Linked DNA regions of Mus musculus: regions 2 and 3 are each linked to region 1. The links are chromatin contacts, called in public HiChIP or PLAC-seq maps. All regions are on one chromosome and are shown on one strand. The core of a region is the stretch at or near the end of the contact, and the rest is flanking DNA. Distances in the headings are between cores, read along the strand shown. Region 1 overlaps C9 (complement component 9). Region 2 has its middle 65 kb from the start of Gm16311. Region 3 has its middle 16 kb from the start of Gm2245.

What was found. HiChIP or PLAC-seq counts read pairs in DNA pulled down with a chosen protein or histone mark.
Region 2: an H3K27ac HiChIP or PLAC-seq map of extraembryonic endoderm stem cells shows a contact between it and region 1. The contact joins two enhancer-like sites. A contact is called at or near these places in 1 of 15 datasets of contacts at CTCF or cohesin (the NIH/3T3 cell line), 13 of 484 Hi-C or Micro-C datasets (the G1E-ER4 cell line, bone marrow-derived macrophages, embryonic stem cells and 4 more), 4 of 115 datasets of contacts at active chromatin or transcription factors (differentiating embryonic stem cells, extraembryonic endoderm stem cells, fibro-adipogenic progenitors and 1 more) and 1 of 9 other capture datasets (embryonic stem cells).
Region 3: a contact with region 1 is called in an H3K27ac HiChIP or PLAC-seq map of extraembryonic endoderm stem cells. The contact joins two enhancer-like sites. A contact is called at or near these places in 1 of 39 promoter capture datasets (liver), 1 of 484 Hi-C or Micro-C datasets (bone marrow-derived macrophages), 1 of 115 datasets of contacts at active chromatin or transcription factors (extraembryonic endoderm stem cells) and 2 of 9 other capture datasets (adipose tissue and liver).

The regions. Positions count from the first base shown.
Region 1 is chr15:6,469,366-6,474,271 of GRCm38.p6, reverse strand. The region is part of intron 5 of C9 (complement component 9); the gene reads right to left. Among named protein-coding and RNA genes, the nearest start is that of C9, 26 kb to the right of the region's middle. Within about 2 kb of position 3,006, at least 4 of the 459 cell types and tissues checked have an H3K27ac peak or open chromatin away from gene starts, as enhancers often do. A contact at or near this core is called in extraembryonic endoderm stem cells, where this site is marked.
Region 2 is chr15:6,242,058-6,246,963 of GRCm38.p6, reverse strand. No RefSeq gene overlaps it. Among named protein-coding and RNA genes, the nearest start is that of Gm16311, 65 kb to the left of the region's middle. Within about 2 kb of position 2,358, at least 9 of the 459 cell types and tissues checked have an H3K27ac peak or open chromatin away from gene starts, as enhancers often do. A contact at or near this core is called in extraembryonic endoderm stem cells, where this site is marked.
Region 3 is chr15:6,667,423-6,672,328 of GRCm38.p6, reverse strand. No RefSeq gene overlaps it. Among named protein-coding and RNA genes, the nearest start is that of Gm2245, 16 kb to the right of the region's middle. Within about 2 kb of position 2,893, at least 11 of the 459 cell types and tissues checked have an H3K27ac peak or open chromatin away from gene starts, as enhancers often do. A contact at or near this core is called in extraembryonic endoderm stem cells, where this site is marked.

The DNA of each region.
Region 1 (4,906 bases), core at 1,757-4,256:
TATGCCGGGGCCTAGCAAACACATAAGTGGATGCTCACAGTCAGCTATTGGATGGATCACAGGGCCCCCAATGGAGGAGCTAGAGAAAGTACCCATGGAGCTAAAGCGATCTGTAACCCTATAGGTGGAACAACATTATGAACTAACCAGTACCCCGGAGCTCTTGACTCTAGCTGCATATGTATCAAAAGATGGCCTAGTCGGCCATCACTGGAAAGAGAGGCCCATTGGACACACAAACTTTATATGCTGCAGTACAGGGGAACGCCAGGGCCAAAAAAAAAATGGGAATGGGTGGGTAGAGAAGTGGGGGGGGAGGGTATGGGGGACTTTTGGGATAGCATTGGAAATGTAATTGAGGAAAATACGTAATAAAAAAAATTAAAAACTAACAAAAAAGTTTCATTTTTATGAGATTGAGGTTAAACTGTTAATAATGTTAAAAACTGTTAATAATGTGGAAAAAAAAGAAAAAGTTTGTAACTATAAGATGATTTAAGAAAGCCTCATGGCGAGGCATGACGAATGCGAAGCAAGAACCTAGAGTGAAAATATAAAGCATGAAATAGTCAAAACATCACCATGGAACAAACAAACAAGCAAACAAACGAAAATCCATCTAATCCAGAAGAAAAGAAGAAGGAATGCTAACCTCAGCAACAAACCAAGGCAGAGGTCAGTCCTACCTACCAATAATTACCTCAAAAGTAAATGGGATCCATTGTCCAATTGAGAGATACAGAATAGCTGAATAGATAAAAACCCACAGGTCCTGACCACATGCTGCTTGCAAGACACCCACCTCACTTCTAAGGATGCCCATTCGATTGAAAGAGAGAATGTACATACATTTCCATACAAATGGAAACAAAAGCAGAATGGAGGTAGCCAAACTTGTATCTGATAAAAAAAAAAAAAAGAGTTTAAGTAAAGAACTGTATGAAGAGATAAAGAAAGCCATTGTACAGTGACAAAATCATTAATTCTTCAGCAAGATCCTCGAATTGCAAATGTGTCTGTGATCCTAAAAATAAAAAAGCAAGCATTGGCTTGTTTTGAAATCTCCACTTCTCTTCTCTTTTCCTTTTTTATATATTTTTCTGTGTGATCTCAGGCCTTTTTGAGAATTCAATGATTGTGTAAGTGGAGACCACTTTCTGGGACTCTCTTTGCTTTTAGATCGATCCTATTTACTCCTCGTATGATAGCTATGTACGTATCACAGAAAGCTCCGAACTCAAAATTACCAAAATTTGGTTGTTGTTCTCTTAGAATGTATTCCTACTTTAATAGAGTTCTCATACATCGAACCCTCAGATCTCTTCTGATCTTGCACTATTCACTGAAGAAGGATCTGACTTTCTCTCTCCATACATTTTATGTATTAGGCATGTTCCAGTATTTTACAATTATTAGCATGTTTAGTCCCTGCAAACATCTATGATCACCTTGTTCTGTAGAAAACCATGAGATTTAAGATGAGTTGTCTACTATGTCTAAAGTGAAGGTACTTAAATTCTAGCCAGGAAGTCTAAGTTTAGGGTTAGGCATTGATCCTACTCTCTCTTCAGCTCATCACAATGATCCTAACACTTACACTGTGCCGTGTTTCATCTCCTCCGTCCACAGTCTGTGCCCATTGCAGACCCAGATATTCTGTTGCTATCTCCTTGGATTCCATATTTCCATTCTCATAGGCTGTGGTCATCTTTCTTTGTAGTGCATCTTCATCAAACTCAAACATCTAAAATGACACTCTGTGGTTTCTTCATCTTTGGCATTAATTAAGTCCAACCTACTCAAAATGGCCTGAACTCCTTCATGATTTGACCCTACTTTTAATTCAAAATTGGAACTCATGAAGGTTAACTTATAAATCATGATTCTTATAGCAACTTTTATAGGGAAAATCTACATATTTATTCCTTGGGAAATATCAATATAAAACAAGGAAACAAAAATGTATACATCACCTTTATAGGCTATCAAACTTTCTAAATGGACTCAAGCTGCCAGTAGAAAGACTAATTGAAATGTTCGTCAACCCTCTGTTTGCATGTCACTGTCACCTATAAGGACAATTTGTCATTTTGTGAATGTCCATTTGATTAAAATTTCTTGCCTTCATTAAACATGTCAGCTTTTAAAAAGTAGTAATGCACATGTATGCATTTAATTATTCTTTCAAGGATCAAGTAATTAATATACTCTGTGATGTGAGTTATTCAGAATTCTGTAGTAAATGGAGGATTACTGTATCAATCAGCACGGAGTGTTTATGATAGACAAAAACAAAACAAAACAAAAAACAAACAAACAAACTCCCAAACTGAGAGGCAAGCAAAACCATTACTGCAGTTATTTCCCAGACAGACATCTGAAAGACAGGGGATTTTAATAAAATAGGAGGACAAGCAGTCAGAACTCAAATAAAAATGACCTTCTACTCCTGCCAAAGAAGGTAGCTATAACTTTGATGGCTATAGTGAGACACTTTACCAACTAAGTGGCAGAATGAAATGACTGAGTTTGGTGTAGATTTGCACTGAGCTATAAGTCAATCTGATGACTTTCCATCTCACTATCTCAGAGAGATGCTTTTCATCACATGGATGACTTATGGTTCATCATTCTATTATCCATGTGTACAAAGAAACTTTTCAGGGCACCTTTACCAGCTTTCTATACGTATTGTATTTTGAGTTTCTTTCCAAACCTCTCAAATTGAGAAAACTAGAGGCTGGAAAGCTAGTAAGACTATCAGTAGTACTTTAGATGAGAATTCTAAGTTGGTAGTATTTTAGATGACAAAAGTCCTAGACAAAGCCAGTTGGAGATGGAGAATATAAAGCTAGTGTTATAGCATTACAACTCTGTGATTGATCAACGACTGTGAACTTTGAAACGGACCTTTAAAGGGAGTCCTGGAAATGCAGTCAGGATTTAAGCTCGGTGATAAGGAAAGATACTTCTTCCATCCTGCAATTGAGAGCCACACAGGGGTGTCACTGTTAGGTATGCTGTCTGTGTGATAACTGCAGACAATGGGAGTCACAGTTGTCTAGGTCAGAGAAAGAGATGAGCAAAAAACTGCATTTGTAGTCATCGTAACGAAGCGAACACCTAGCTTACAGGAAGGAAAGGCACCAACCACTCAGGGAGACTGTGAAACATGAGCTCACCGAAGCAAACAGAAAAACTGGCAACACCAAGAAGTAGAGTGTCCTGAACACAGACAGCTCCAAAGAATATTGAGATGGATTAGCTCAGGGCTGGGAGGTGATGGCAGTAAGATGGCAGATACCTTCACCCAGAATTTCCAGTGCTTCTGGGATGAAAGGGGTGGTTAGAACCTGAGTGTACTTCATCAACCCTTGTTTATATCCTAAGTCTTACGTGTCTACAGAGATCCAGGTTTGAGCAGTACAATAAAACCACAAAGCCTGATTTGGGTTTACCAAGTATTCATTTCAATTACCAAGAGTGAGCCAAGGAAAAACAGGTTGAAAAGGATCTCTTCTGTAAATATAATATTTCACCGTCTTCATGTTTTACAGACCTTGGTTGTTTTCGCACTCCTTCTGAGTTAGGAAAGTGGTCACTATTCATCATCAACCTCTTATGTAACCACTGATGAAGTTCCTAGACTTGGCTAAGTCTTTCACTAATTGTGCTCTAAAAATAACCCATTGCTATGTGCCAAGAACCCTTGGAGAGATTTACAGATTTAGATACCTTTATAGCCATGAGGTTTGCACCGTTATTTCTGTTTTCAACGTGAGGAAACTAAGTCATATAGTAAGTGCTTTACCAAAGATCTCATAGCTTCGGGCTGAGGTAGGGATCCTACCCATGAGGGATGGGTTTTAAGCTATAGAAAATTTGAGACAAGAAACATCAAGTGAGGGAGATGAATAAGAGTAAGGTATCAAGACAGACCAGCATAATGCTTTCACATAACAAAAGACAATAACTTACTTAAAAAATAGCTCATGTAAGTTGGCATGATGGGTCAATGGGTAATTGTGCTTGCTACCAATGCCCATGACTCAAATCCCAACCTTGGGACCCACATGGTAGAAAGATACAGCGGACCCTTTCAAGGTGTCCTCTGAACTCCATGTGAGCTTCACGGTGTGTGTGCGTGTGTGTGCACCACCACTCACAATAGTAATAAAACTCCATTTATCAGGCATAAATCTATGAGTACTCACTGTACCTAGCAGTTAGTAGTGGGCAATAAGAAAGTATATTTAAAGTGGGTTCTGGACTGACATACAAAATGTGGCAAATGATTTACTTTACCCAGCATTTGAAACTAAAGAAAAAGTCCTTTGTAAGTTATAATAGAGATCTCTACTCATAGAATTCATGTGTAATATGACACGCTTGGCTATTTGTTTTCCAAGGCTATGACAGATTGGTCTAAAGTGGCCACCGGCACTCACAGGATCCAGGTGACATCGGTGCTTAGTAAGGTCTCAATTCAACCAGCTCTCTTCCCTGCTTGGTACCAAATCAGAGCGCAAGTCTGCATTCGTGACTATTTTTTTTATAAGCTCGATGGAAAAACTCTTGTGGAGGCACCAATCCCACCAGAACTCATAAAAATGATTTATACATTTCATTTATTCCACATTGTGCAAAGATAGATTAGCCTTGCAAGAGAAAGCTTAATGTGTTTGATTATTGGATACTGTTCCAAATATCCCAGGGCTGTAAGTAATATACAGGGCAGAAACTGTGTCTTTCTCCTAGAGACTAAAACATACTGAAAATGCTGAACCTATGTCTTTTTAGATGTAGAAAAGGGGGAAACCAGTGTGTTTACTCTCTTAATATATGTTGATAACTAATCCTGAGTGGCCACCCAGCCCTTACCATCATACAAATTTTACCTTTATAC
Region 2 (4,906 bases), core at 1,109-3,608, 230 kb after region 1:
AAAGACACTGTCTTCCAGTGTGATTTCACTATGGAGATCACTTACTTATTCCAAATAATAAACCAATTAGCTTGTAAGTGTCAGATGACACTCCCTCCAGGTACCCCTCCCCAGCCCATCAAGGTAAATCATGCATAAAGCTGTGATTTACACTCATAACCTGTTTGTAATGGGGGCGGGGAGCACACTGCAAATGTGCTTCAGCTGAGAAATGTTTAAGTTGGTGGATTGTCTCATAGGAACGAATGAGAGGGCCCCTTGTGAACAGCAGTGTGTCACACTGATGGCTTGCATTTAAATTACTCCAATTAATCTTTCCAAGGAATGTGTGAGGTCATTATTATTTGGCAGATGGGAAAACTGAGATTCAGGAAGACTCATTAACTTTCCTAAGACTGCAAAGAGCAGAGCCAGAATACAAACCCAGTTTTGGCAGCATCCAGAATCCACAGCTATCCTTCCAGGGTACCAAGAGATCACCTGGTTAAACGGTAAACAGGCTGAGATCTGTCGTGAACCATCTTGAATGCAAAGCAGCAGACTGCGCTCCTGGCAAAGATACCGTCTGCTGCTGATCAGTGCAAAGAAATGGGTGCAGAGGACAATGGAGTGTTGAAGTTTTTGGCTTGATGTCTGGGTAGATGTGTTACATTTACTGGGACTATAGTTTGCTGGAAAAACTGACGATGGAAGAAAGTAATGAGTCTAATTTGAGACATACTCAGTTTGAAACGACATTTGAACTTACAGAAAGAACTGGCTAGAAGGCATGGAAGTCTCAAGAAGGAAGTCTGGACTGGATTTAAGAGGACTCAGTGTACAGATGGGGCAGGGGGAGCCTGTTAGTGGTAAGATTTCTCAGTTTGCCAAGATAAGAGGAGCCAAGGACTATGAGAATTCTTTAAAATGGCAAAGAGGCTAGAGCTTGAGACTGTAGAGTAAGTGATCAAGGAGATGGGACATTCAGGACAGACAGGAGTCTCTGAATGCAAAGCAGAAAAGACTCTCAGACGGCAAACAATGCCGCTATAATGACAGTTCAAAAATGAAGGCTTGAAAGAGATACTGTGATAAAAAGTATAGTAAGCCAACTGTACAAGTTTTTAAAAAATGTTTTACTAGAGGAATTTATAGACAATGTCCTCAGATCACAAACAAACCTAGGTTTTTACCATCAACAAGTTCTCCTCAGACCATTCTCACTTCTCTCTGCAGTCCAAACAATAAATTCTCACCAAAGGGGATGGTGGTGGTGGTGGTGGGGACTTGCTAGTAGCTCGCTAGGTATGTATCCCATGATCATTTGAGATGAGTCAAATCACTTGATGAGCTTGAAGGACGGCAGTTCAGTGTATGTGGTTGAAGCAGAGCGGATGCAGGAGATGGCTAGGAGAGACCGGGTCCTAAGAAATGCCTGGGTGAGTAGAACCCACTTAACTTAAGAGAACGCATTAGGGGACTGAGCATAGGAGAACTAGGGGATTTGGGTCTGACATATACTTTAACAGAAGTACTCTAGAAGCTTTCCTGAGGATAAAGTATGGGAACAGGGTAGAAGCACGCTCTGGAAGATCAGTTTGGAAACTTCTGGGGCCAACATGGGATGGTAGTGGCTTGGGCTGGACTGAGAGTGGTAACAATTCAGGCAAAAGCTACAATTGGAAGCCAAAGTCTATAGAAAGAATACTGGACTGGAATGAAAGTGTACATTCACACAATTTCCCCCACTCCAGAAGGTTCGTTGTTTTTTTTTTTTTTTTTTTTTTTTCCTCAGTAAAAGCTGCCTGGCACCTTACTTGGTATGTAGATGGACTGAGACCAGAGAGTAGAAATCACGAAAACTTGTATGATGAGGGCCAAGTGGTAGTAGAGAAAAAAGTAAAGGCAGAGAGAGGCTAAGGCTGGAGTCATATCCATGAGGAGACTCTACCCACCGCAAAGATGAAGCGACTCCTGGCTACAGTCAACTTTGATCTGGTAGCGCCAAATCGTTCCTCAGTAGATCCTTTCAATATTAATAACTTTCCCAAACTCCCCATGGTAGAGTTGTACTTTGAATACTCATTAATGAAAAAAAAAACCCCACAGAACAACGATTTTATTAGATTTTAATTAGAACAGTAAATAAGTTGCAATTAAGAAAATATCTCTGGACACATTTTGATGTCTCCAGCCTCTTCCCAGTGTTTGGTGCCCGTGTGGGTGAATGCATCTTTTGAAGCCCTGGAGCCGATTCTGCAGCACACAGGTGGGAAACCGAGCCACTCTGCTTGTTTTCTGAGTAACCCGGGGGCTTTTGCCCCTGCTGTTCCTTTCAGGAGGCCCCTTTGTCTCTGTGTTCCGGAGGGCAGAGTACAATCCTGCTTGGAAGATTTCTCAGTCCCTGCGAGATTCCACCATCCTCTTCTGGATCCCAGTTATCACTGGTTTTTGTACTTTGCACTCAAGTTCCATTTAAACAGTGATTCATTTACAGCTTGTATTCCTGGACACCCAAATACTTCAAATACTCATCTTATCCATGTATCTGTAGGCATATCTTATCTCTTCCGTGACCTAGTGTTATTTTAGCCTGGGGTTATGTCTCCTTTATCTAGTTCCCAGAAGTCAACCGTTTGGTACTGAGTAGCTTAAAGTGTTTCAGAAGCTGGACGTATCAAGCTGTGCTTAAGGAAAGAGATTTAGGATTAGCAGGCAAAATAAACAAGAAGAAAGAGTTTGGTCTTAACAAAAGGAAAGGCTTTATGAGGCTTTGAGATTTCAAAAAATGGGATAAGTTACCATTTAAATAATGAGTTCGGGGTAACTAACTATAAACAGTCAAATCATTTTCCATCGAAGCTCAACTTCCATCGAAGCTCCAAGCAATGTGACGAGTATGTGACATGTAGTATCATGTACAGTCTCCACAATGGTCAAGAAGGCATTTTGGCAATCCCATTTTTTCTCACTGTAGGCTAGGTACCTCTCATAAATGCAGTTTATATATAACAACACATAGTTTGGAATTCAGTCCTGTGTGGTGATGTCTAAACCTGGGCATTTAACACAATGGCTCCACGGTGTAGAAGGGACTCCCACAATAGTAGAATCCATTTCTGAGGTGACAATAGAGTAGAGAGTTCCAGGGAAATGCAGAAGGCCTAGGTAGCATTCTCTGCACTTGGCATGGTTTAGCACACCATCTTCTCAGAGGAGAGCCCAAAGCTGGCATGTTGAGTAAGAGATGGATCCGTCTGCACTGAGACACCTGAGAGAATATCATTGAGTTTAGCCACACCCATACATTTTATTTCAAAAATAATTGAATAAGTCTGTACTGGCTAGTTTTGTGCCAACTTGACACAGCTGGAGTTATCACAGAGAAAGGAGCTTCAGTTGAGGAAATGCCTCCATGAGATCCAACTGTAAGGCATTTTCTCAATTAGTGATCAAGGGGGAAAGGCCCCTTGTAGGTGGGACCATCTCTGGGCTGGTAGTCTTGGGTTCTATAAGAGAGCAGGCTGAGCAAGCCAGGGGAAGCAAGCCAGTAAAGAACATCCCTCCATGGCCTCTGCATCAGCTCCTGCTTCCTGACCTGTTTGAGTTCCAGTCCTGACTTCCTTGGTGATGAACAGCAATGTGGAAGTGTAAGCTGAATAAACCCTTTCCTCCCCAACTGCTTCTTGGTCATGATGTTTGTGCAGGAATAGAAGCCTGACTAAGACAAAGTCCAAGATCAGAGGTATCTAATTTCTCTGTTGTTATTATTGTTGTTGTTTGAGATGGGATCTCATGCAGGTCAAGCTTGCCTCAAACCATTCTATGGCTGAGGATGGCTTTGAACTCTTGGTTCTCCTGCCTCTATCTCCCAAGTGCAGGGATGACTGGCATGTGTCACCATCAATGGTGACACTTTATTTTTCATTAGAAAACATCCAGCCACACACCGAGGAGCCAGGACATCCCTGTCAGTGTGCAGGGAACATTCTAACTCTCTGAGAATAAGGCAAAAAGACACACACTATGCCACAAAGTTACCACAATCCTCAGCATGGGACTAAAAAAAAAAGTAAGAATTTAATTATTTCCCTTTTCCTTCATACTTTCTGGATGTGTACGCAGTTTACACGATCCCTTGGCTAAGATGACATAAACCTGTAAACTGGCAATGGAAGTGCACACCTGTGATTCCAGCTCCCCAAGGGACTGAGGCAAATGGACCACAGACTTGATAGCGTTTCATCTAAGAATATACGGGATACTATCACATGTTTCTATGAGGCATCAGTCTAATCTTTACCAGAGGAGAAGGCCATATTGTCTCAATCACTTCTTTTTGATGTTGTGTTCAAGGAAGTGCACGTAAGAGATGATATCGAGCAGCCCAAAAATACTTCATGAACTCCTCGTATTCTGTAGGATGTTTGCTCCCTCAGCTGACCATCTGATTGGCAGTTGGAAGGCTTGCCACCATATTCTATTGTTGTGGCTGTTTATTCTCACATTCCATTAAGCATAACCGAAGAGAGCGTTATTTAAGTGAATATAGTCATCTATTTCCACTGAACTATGGCCTTAAAGAAACACACACACACACACACACACACACACTCACACACAATCTCTCCACTTCCTTTGGGAAGACATGTGACTAACTGCTTTCTCAGCAAGCCACTTTTCCTGAATCTGAGTTATTTCCTTTCCTACAGAGAAAAGTTGCTGCCATCACTTCCACCGCTTTTGTAATGGCCTTTTGTGTGTACCGTATATTCCTTAAGAGAGGAGTTTTTTAAAAAAATGTCTCTTCCTTTTTTCTTATTTAGGCAAGAATTGTTTACTCTAAAGGAAAAAAAATGTAATGTTTTCAAAAATCTGCATTTGTGGAGATTTCTGGTACAAGAGAGTTCTCTTTAAAAGGTCCTTT
Region 3 (4,906 bases), core at 1,644-4,143, 200 kb before region 1:
GTCGCTTCTGTAGTCCACACTCTCACCTTTGCAGACTAGTCTCTGAGGGATCCGGGACCCAAGATGGCTCTCCCAGGTGCTCTGGCAGAGCCCTCCCAGGCGACACCTCCGCTGGCAGGGAAGGTGCCAGGATGTCTGGAGCCTGAAACGGGGTCTGTCTCAAAAGCTGTGTCACTTCTGCCTGTCCCAGAAGCTATATAGCTTCTGTAGTCAGCACACTCACCTGTGCAGACTAGTCACTGAGGGCGGACTTTTGTTTTTTATTATTATTTTATGGTTTGCTTTAAGATTTTTTTTTAAGACAGGGTTTTATTAGGTATCCAATGTTAGCCTCAAACTCTGAACTCTCCTGCCTTAACCTCCTGAGTGTAGAAATTACACCACCACACACAGCTGAGGCTTGTGCTCTAAAAGTAATTTGAGAAACAGGTCTTTAGGACTATGCAAGGGTGAAGAGTTCAGCTGAGAGTGCCCGAAAATCGACTCATTCCTGATTTTGTTTCTTAGTTGATGTCCAAGCTGAAGTGCTTAAGGGTGCTGGGAGGACCTAGGCAAGCCAGGTGATGTGGAGAAAGATGGCTATCAGATCTGGTCCATACACACACACGCTTATGCCTGGTTTATTCTGAGTGAATCACTCCCTGCTGACATTTGCAGACTTATTCTTGATCATTATCCCCGCCCTCTCCCTGATGTCCCTGGAAGGTGAACTGATCCCACAGTGGCTGTATGATTTGGCTGCTAAGTCTGTTGCTCCTGCAGATATTCTGGAGATGTGTTTTGGGCCCAAAGGAGCATCAGAGCCAAGTGATCCATAGGAACTGAGGCTGGAGAGGAGAACCTCTAGCAGCCAGGGACTGAGATGGAGCAAATACCCAGCTTCCTGAGTAAGTGGTGGTCTAGCCAGCGCTGTTCTTGCTCCAAGATGAGGCTGATGAGAGACATTAAGTCAGAACTTGTGTGTTCGTTCAACTTCTTCCACCATGTCCCCAACTTCCTGAACCTCAGAAGCTGTTGCTGAGAGCACTCTCTCAAGAAATCCTCAACAGTCTGTGTAGTCACAGACCTGCTGATAAGGACTTTCTATTGGATTAAACCATGTGTGAGTGATCTTCACTGGTAAATATCCCACAATAGGTCCAAACAAACCTTCTCTCTCTCTCTCTCTTCCTTCCTTCCTTCCTTTCTCTCTCTCTCCCTTTCTCTCTTCCTTCCTTCCTTCCTTCCTTCCTTCCTTCCTTCTTTCTTTCTTCTCTCTCTCTCTCTCTCTCTCTTTCCTTCTTTCTTTATTTCTTTTTGTCTTTTTGTCTTTTTCAAGACAGGCTTTCTCTGTGTAGCTTTGTCTGTCTCAAGACAGGTAGCTCTGGCTGTCCTGGAACTTGAGCTATATACCAGGCTGGCCTTGAACTCACAGAGGTCTGCCTGCCTCCGCCTCTCAACTGCTGGGATTAAAGGTGTGTGCCACCACCTCTTAGGTCTTTTTTCATAGCAACAAGAAAAGGAACCAGTGTATCCCAAGGTTCCTTCCTAATGTGTACTTCTCCAAATGAAAGAATTTCCCTGTTGTTTCTCTTCTAAGTGAGTGTACAACAATCTTTATGTGCCCATGATTACTGTGTGGTCTGGTTTTCTAGCATTGCATATTTATTTATATCTTGGCAGTTAGGTAACCACTGTAGATTAGCACATCTTTTTGAGATCTTTATATATTAAAAATGAGAAAACGCTGGTCCCTTGAGGAATGTGGGAGGCACCAGAGTTTCAGTGCCTCACTTAACATAGCTTCTCCCACTCAGGGTGAGGCTCAGCGAGTGCATTGTATTAGCTTATGAATTATAGCTCAACTCATCCTAACTTTAGAAATGACTGCTTTAAGAAGCACGCTTAGAGCTACGATAGGATAATGCTTTTGCATCTGATGACAGGTGGATCAATAGTTAAAAAGGAAGATGTGGCTTACATGTCTAAGTAAAACTCGGTAACTTATTAGATAGTTTTTGGAAAATATCACAATGTCTCAAACGCCTGCTTTAAGGAACTGAGGTGAATGAGTTGATATTGGTGTCATAGAAGGAGTTGCATTGCTCTCCATTGATAAGAACTTAGCCATTAGCTATGAGTACTCTGCTCAATAGGACATGCCTCAAACCACAGTTGTCCTTTAGAATTCTTTTCTTTGTTTGTGTTTTAGACAGTGTCTCTCTGTTGTATCCTGGTTATTCACTACGTAGACCAGATTGCCCTTAAATTCACAGAAATTCTGCCTCTACCTTTAAGGTTGGGATTAAAGGCAAGTGGATTCTATTTGGTTTCAAGCCATTCTATTTTCATTCTTAGAAAACCAAAGAATGGGGGAGCAACACTTTAGTAAAAAATAGATTTATTTCTAAAAATAGATTTTCTTGGGAGGAGTGGTAGGCTTGATGCTCCAATGTAAGGGGATACTAGAGGGGTAAGGTGGAAGTGGGTGAACTGGTGGAGGAGTACCCTCATAGAGGAAGGGGGAGGGGATAAGATGGGGTGTTGGTGGAGGGGTAACTAGGAAGGGGGTATCATTTGAAATGTAAATGAATATAATGTAAAAATAATAAAACAAAATAATAGATTTTCTTAGTTTTAATTATGCATGAGTGTGTGTTCGTGTGTATGTATGTGTGTGCACGCATGCGTGTACGTGTGCGTGTGCGTGTGCGTGTGCGTGTGTGTGTGTGTGTGTGTGTGTGTGTGTGTGTGTGTGTATGTGTATGTGTATGTGTGTAGGGTATGTACAAATGAGTTCAGATACCGCAGGAGGGCAGAACAGGGTGTCAGCTCCCTTGGAGCTGATGTTACAGGCAGTTGTAGCACACTCAACATGAGTGCTGGGAACCAAAGCGTGGAACCTGGGTTTACATCTAGATTCTGGAAACACTTGGTGACATGGACTCAGAAGCTATTAGAATTGAGTCACGTATCCTTAGGGGTTAGGTGGGAAACAAATGGTTAAGTGAGAAGCCGCAGGTAACTTTGAAAGGCTTGTTTACAAATGTGTAGACAGTCTGTGGAGACCACAAGATAAAGAGGAATCCTCTGCCGCTGACACTGGGTGTGTCTGACATCCTGAAGGAGCCAGATGAGGAAGAAGCAGTAAAATGAGAGAGCTGGTCCCAGTGGAAGCGTCTGTCTGAAAGAGCCGGAACTTCAGGGGAGCAAGGACATAACGAACAATGATGAGTCCCCCAGAAAGATTCTGAAGAAACCCGGCTCGCTCTCTGTATCTTTGATAGACCACAGTCATTCCTCGAGGGTCACATGAACCTGGAGGCCAGAGGTCAAGTGATCCTCTGCAGGGGGCTGATAAAGCACAGGCTCAAAGGGCAAGGGACAGTGGCAAGGTTGGAAAGGGCACCAGGAGAGCCAAGCCGAACGGAAAACATCTGTCACAATTAGCAACTTACTCCCGCAAGCACATGCTCATGTTTTTCATCAGACACAATCATCTGTTCATCGATGGATCTATCAAAAGCCAGCAGAGAACAGAGAGGGCCGAAGCATTTGAGAAAACAAAGGAAGAATACGTAGGAGAAATAAAATATGATTTTGAGCTTTATGTGTAAACAAATACATTTTTTTCTTTTAAGTTATTTGGGGGCTGGAGAGATGTCTCAGGCGTTAAGAGGCTGCTCTTGCAAAGGATACAAATTCAGTTCCCACACCTACATCAAGTGGCTCACAACCTTGAATTCTTGAATTCTGTCTATAGTTACAGCTCCAGGAGGATCAAATGTCTTTACCCTGCATGCATACAATCTAAAAGGCAAGAGTTTTGTTTCAATCTGATTTTAACCACTAAGTGTGTACTTTCATATTTTATAAATAAAAGATTTTGAGGCCCTGAGAAGTTGAGAACCTTGTTTAGGGTTATGCGACTTAGCTGATTGTCTCAAATAAGTGAGCAGGGTGTGCTGCCACGGCTCAGTCATCCCTCCCAGGTTGTAGGGTGAGGAGGCTCACACAGGGATGAGCACAAGGAGTTCTGTTGAAAGGGCTCACTACTTTGTCTGAAGGGAGTCTGCTGATGAAACATTTAATCAGAGACCTCTCTGTCCCAGCGGTTGCCAGGCCTGGTTCACAGTCAACCTTTCTTTTTTTTCTCACTCAATTTTGCTTGCTCTTCCTTTCACAGATACCGATCCCTAAGAGACAAGTTGTAATCTATACTCTCCTGCCATCTGTTTTCAGAAAGGCCAGATTGGAACACTGTTGTGATCAATGTGATTGTGACTGCAAATCACTTCAGCGAATGTAAAGTTGGCAGTCACCTATGTTTTGGGGGAGTATAATAGATATAGCTACCAATTCCTTGAAGCTCTTAGGGCATTTGAAATAGTAATTAGAAGAACAGTGGTAACTGTACAGGCTTACCCCATTCTTGTAGATCCATCACCCACTGATTCTTCCATTATTAAATGTATTAGTTATAGCTTCAAATACCATTTTATGCAGGCATGTAAAAGCGAATCAGGCAAGAGTCTTTATTTTCTTGGAGCTCTGTGTCTCAATAGACAAGAATAAAACAAAATAAAATAAAGTAGAAACAAACGTGTAGGTGCCAAGCTTGGGTGGCAGGATAATGAGATGCCAATGAGGAGGAATGTTGAGGAAGCACAAAAAGCTGAGGTCAAAGGAAGACTTCTACTTGGAGTCTTATGCGGCTGATATGGATGTTTATTTTTCTCATTGCTGTGAAAAATACCTAACTAAAGAAATTGAAGGGTTTGTTTAGCCTCAAAGATTGAGGAATTACTTTGGTGGTTTGACTTATAATGGCTCCCATAGGTTCATAGGGAGTGGAGGCGGACTTAGGAGCTATGGCCCTGTTGGAGGAAGTGTGTCAAAGCTGTGGGCTTTAGGATTTGAAGTGCAC